Linked DNA regions of Gossypium hirsutum: region 1 is linked to region 2. The links are chromatin contacts, called in public Hi-C maps. All regions are on one chromosome and are shown on one strand. Each heading gives the region's core, a stretch centred on a gene start, on an enhancer-like site or on the middle of the called end of the contact. The rest is flanking DNA. Distances are from core to core; before and after follow the strand shown.

The links. Hi-C and Micro-C count contacts between places; a contact is called where the count stands out from the background.
Region 1: a contact with region 2 is called in a Hi-C map of leaf, with 1.7 times the contacts expected there. The contact joins the promoter of LOC107910325 here to the promoter of LOC107910331 in region 2. A contact is called at or near these places in 7 of 34 Hi-C or Micro-C datasets (all in leaf).

What each region holds. Positions count from the first base shown.
Region 1 is chrD02:16,875,147-16,877,846 of Gossypium_hirsutum_v2.1, reverse strand. LOC107910325 (growth-regulating factor 6) reads right to left here and starts at 1,325. Exons shown (of 7, transcript XM_016838141.2): 1 at 588-1,325; 2 at 372-478; 3 at 1-278.
Region 2 is chrD02:16,502,509-16,505,208 of Gossypium_hirsutum_v2.1, reverse strand. It overlaps LOC107910331 (putative lipase YDL109C), which reads left to right and starts at 1,444. Exons shown (of 11, transcript XM_016838154.2): 1 at 1,444-1,898; 2 at 1,987-2,054; 3 at 2,542-2,612. The coding sequence starts at 1,738.

The sequences.
Region 1 (2,700 bases), core at 76-2,575, 370 kb before region 2:
TGGAGTGTAGAGGCGTCGGGCGAATTCACAGTGCGAAGAGCCTATAAACTATTACAGAGTATTGAAGATGATCCTAGAGCTTACGCTTTACAAGATGACTATAAGGAATTTTACAAAAAATTATGGCTCCTGAACCTTCCTTCAAAAATCAAAATTACAATTTGGAAGATATCATGGAATTTCCTAGCTATACGAGTTAATATGCTTCAAAAAAAGCTAACAAACATAACAATATGTCCACGCTGTGGAGTTGGATCAGAGAACATGGACCATCTTTTCTGTGAATGCCCTATTTCAATTTCAGTATGGAGGGAATTACCATGCAAAGTTTTTTTGCAAGAAAGTCAGTTGGAGTTTATACAGTGGCTAACCTGGGTATTTGCGAAGAACTCAGCATCACAATGTAGGATATTCTACTGTGCATTATGGGCAATTTGGGGAGATAGAAATGACTGAGTGCACAAAAAAGTGAGTAAATCTGGAAAAGCATTAGGCATATTTGTTAATAGCTATATATCAGAGTTGAACGAGATCGACAAAAAAGAAGTCACAATCTTCTATAATTATTAGAAAGTGGAGGAAGCCACCTGACCAGTTCATGAAGATCAACTTTGATGCAGCCTACGATGGAAAGTATAATCAAGCGACTGTGGGGATTGTGGCTAGAGACAATGAAGGCAAGGTTCTTTTATCATGCTCGAAGATCTATCAACAAGTGACATCAGCCTTTGCGGCCGAGGCGCTCGCGTGCCGGAAAGTGACCAAAATCGACATAGAAAGGAAATGGGAAAAAATCATTATCGAAGGAGACTCATTACCGATAATAAAAAAGTGCAAGTCAAGTATCCCAGATAAATCACAGGTATGTGCTTACATTAGCGATATTCATAAGCTACTATCAAAACTCAATGAATGCAGATTTGAATATGTCCCAAGAACAGTTAACAGTCTTGCGCATACGGTAGCAAAAGAAACGATGAAGGATAAAGTAACAGTGTACCTTGGTTGGGGGAGTCCCTGAATATGCAGAAGATCAAGAAGAAAGGGATAGAGAGGGAGAGTCGGATTGATCAGGAAGGTAGAAGATGAAATGGGGTAATCTAAATGAGGGCTGGTAAGGAAAAGTTGAAATTAATGTTCTCTCAGGAGTGTGTATGCATCTTGAAGAAGAAAAGGAAGCTGAAGTGACAAGGCGATGAAAAGTCATTTTGTTGATTGGGCAAAAACAACAGTAGCATTAATGGATTCCATAAACTTCCATCTCTGCTTTTTATGCTGTCCTTAGGTTGAATTAAGATCTGTTTTGACGTCCATAGTATTATTATTGCTTTGTTTATTCTGAAGCTGGGCCAAAACTTACAATCGGGTCTGGTCTTATATAGGCAATTTGTTTTGTATTTTTGAATTTATTAATAAAGCCCAATCTGCAGTTATTTTCAAAAAAAAATTATATATTTAATAGGACTATTTTCATAGTTTAAATCCAAACACTATTCATATTATTTTAATATTATTATTACTATATCAAATAAATCTTAATTCAATTGACATGATATTATTGGCAATGTAGGAGGATGTGAGTTCGAGTGCATTGCAGCCTATTATCCTCCTATTTATAGGTTGAAAAGTGATTATAAGTAATTGTAGATATTATGTGAAAAAATAGTAGATATAATAATAAAATTACACTAATCAATTTAATTATTTTTAAATATTCTTATCTTGCAACTAAAAAAAACCTAATTGGTTGCCTTGCCTTGCCTTGCAAAGTCTGCTAGCTAACGGTTTCTTTTTATTAATAATATATTTTTATTCTTATCTCAAAGTTAAGCTTAAAAGAAGACCAAGAGAAGTGGTGAGCTCCATGAAGTCATGTGACAAGGATGCATTGTCACGTGACAGACACCAAAGAGGAAAATCTACTCTTTCCGAAACCCCCTTTAATTTATAACAATCTCTCTCATGGAAATGCTTGAAATCAAACACCAATCCATAGATTTTCTATTTTTAAATGGTAATTATTTGAATTCTTTTTTTAATTTAAATTTATATTATCTTCTAAATATTTCAAAAAAATTACTTAATCAATTCACATATTTAACACATTCAAATACCAAATGAATAATGTTATTTTATTTATTTCCTATTCAAATAAATTTTCTTTTGAATTTGAATTAAAAAAACCAATATCTAACCATTTGTGAATGTTGATTTAAGTATAAATAAGTTATTCTTTTGAAAGTTATTATGTTTAAAATAAGATAAGGATTAAAATTAGTGTATTAAAAATGTATTATTTCAATAATATTGTAAGTTGGTAAAAGAAATATGTTTTCAAGTATTTTTTAGAAGGAAAAAGTTAAAAATTAAGAGAAAAAAAAATTTAATTTATCATTCTCTTATTGAAAAGGAATAAGGATAATATGAAATTACAGTTTCATACCATTCATTCTTAACAAATAAATAACTTTCTCTCCTTACGTAAACTCAATACTAAATAACATTCATTAAGGCATATTCCTAGGTCTTATTCTTCCTAGGACAACTTCAAATTCATTGTCTTCAATAATTTTTGAGCAAAACTTTTGCTGCTTCATTCAATTTTATTCATACTTCACAAGTACTTGTAGTTGCAAATGTAATTATAGGAGATCTGGTTGAAAAACATATTCGAAATTATGATTTTTTTTAAAAAAAAAG
Region 2 (2,700 bases), core at 195-2,694:
CTATGTTGGAATGTTGATAACTCTTGCCATTGACCAAAAAAGGTTGGAGGACTTCTAGATAGCTTGACATTAAGGGGCATAGACCTAGGACCATACACATTTGATTTTTCAACATTAATTAATTTATTTTCTTAATCTTTTTACATATGAATGTATGTTCCATTAGTACAGACTTGCACAAAATATATATTAATTGCCTGGCTTGAAGAATAATATTATTTGGTATTGTATCATTTCCAACCTAATTTAAAGTTAGAACATAGCATATAATACCATATTCACATGTATGCCATTTGAAAACAGAAGTTGGTGCTTCCATGCTTTTGGTATTTAATATTCTTATGCCACAAAGATATATGTATAAAAAGTTAGTTAAAACATAGCATTATTCTAATTATAAAAATATGTTATTTTTTAATACGAATTATTAATATAATAGTTTATCCAAGTAAATGATTTGTATTTAAGTTATTAATTTTGATTTTTACAAAATTTTTAAAATTGAATTGGTACTCAAATTAATCACGTTACTGGTTCATGATTTAATTGTTGCAATCGGTTCAATAAAAATAAATTATTATAAAATTATAAAATAAGATATTAAAAATTCAATTCAATCGTTTTTTTTATTCGGTTCGCATTGATTTTTGAGTCAACGATTGAAAATCCCTCTCCAAATTGATATCTCGATTGGTTCTCAATCCAACCGTTCAACCTGGTCTAGTTCAAGCAAGCTTAGACTTTTTAATAAATCATCCAATAAAAAAATATATGATATTTTAAATACAAGTGTAATACATCAAAATAATAATATAATACAATTGAACTTTAACTTAATTTGAGCGAAGGGTTATAAATAAAAACAGTCAATTATCAAAACGATTAGTTTTAATTAAATAAATTATTAAAAATTTATAAAAATTTAAAAAATTATAAACTTTAATTAATAAAATTTAATTGACTCACAAGTCAATCGATTATTTGTATTGCTTCGGATAGGTATCTCAATATTAATTGATTCTTGTCAATAATCTCTTGGTTCAGTGACAAAATCATTTATAAAAATTGAATTCAATTCTAAATAAACTTATTCCCCTTTTTCAATTATCAAAAGCAAATATGGAGTAAAAATTAAAATAAATTTGGTAATTAAAAAATAGCCATCCGAGTTGAAAGAAACGAGGCTCTAAAATTTGAAGACAAAAGTTTCCGAAGATTAAACCTGTCAATTTCTCTGTCTGCTTTTAGAAGAAAAAATCATGATTGAAGCACAAAAACAAATATACTTAGAGGATGACGATTTTATCCTCAACCCATCAGCCGATGGAAACAAATTTATCCCGTAATAAAACCATAAAATCAAGGGCAATGGCTTAAAATGAAAGAGAGGGGACCAGCGGGTCGCCCCATTTAGCTAACAAACCCGTAACTACAAAAACCGCCCGCCCTCACCATCTTCATTGCCCCCCTCTTCACTTCTTTAAATCCTGGCTAGCGTATTTTGACTCCCTCCATTTTTCTCATTATCAAAACCCAACGCAAAAATCTAGCTTAATACAACACTTTAAGATCGTTTCTTATTACCTTAGCTCTGTTTTTAAGCTTCAAAATGGCGGATATGGAGGGAGATTGTAGAGGAGTACCGGAAAGGAAGTTGATGTTGCTGAAGAGATCAAGGTTAGGGAAGACAATATTACTAGTAATAAGATACTGAATCAGCAGGAGAAAAAGAAGAAGATGAAGACAAAAAAGAATAGGAGATCATTGAGTTTCCCGAGATTTGGATGCTTGAGAACGAAATCCCACGAGAACGGAGGTGTCGATATGGAAGTCCAGTTTCAGGGAGAGCGTAACAATCCTACTCATCTAGTTATCATGGTTAATGGCATCATTGGCAGGTTAATCTCGGTTTTAATCGTTTTTTTTATTAATGTTATTTATGTGTTTCGAACTGCTTGATTGATTTTTGGATTGGTATCTTTGCAGTGCTCAGAATTGGAGATTTGCAGCGAAGCAGCTTTTAAAGAAGTATCCTGAGAATGTTATTGTTCATTGTGAGTACTTCGGTACTCCATTTTTTTTTTGTATGTATTAACTGTGATTATGCTAAATGCTAATTAGTTTCAAGTTAATGATTTACTCATCTCACCCTTTTCTTCTTACAAAGTTATTTTTTTTGAACTGTTTCATAATTAATCTCTAATATAATTTCATAAGTAGTCTGCTAAGTAATTTGGAGTCTTATACTCCAATGCTGTTGAATTAATTTAACCTGGGTTAGACTTTAGATCTATCCGAAGTTATAAGTAGATAAGTCTCACCAATGACTGATCCAGGATTCAAATTTTGATTGTTATTCATCAAATTGTGTTATTTTCTTATTTAATATTTTGCTGGATTATAACCATCCTAATTAATTGGTGAAGTGAACGCAAGACCCATTCACTAAATGAATATTCGTGATAATGAGTTAATGATATTGTTGATGAATTTCATGGTGAAATAAGTACTGAATGGTTAATGACTAAATGCGCAATGCAGGCAGTGAGCGCAATTCTTCAACGTTGACATTTGATGGTGTTGATGTAATGGGCGACAGATTAGCAGAGGAGGTATGTGTGCTATCAATTTTATTTATCTTCAATAAGGTTCATTATTCATGATTGCAACTCAGATTATTTTCCAATTTTGCTAACTGCC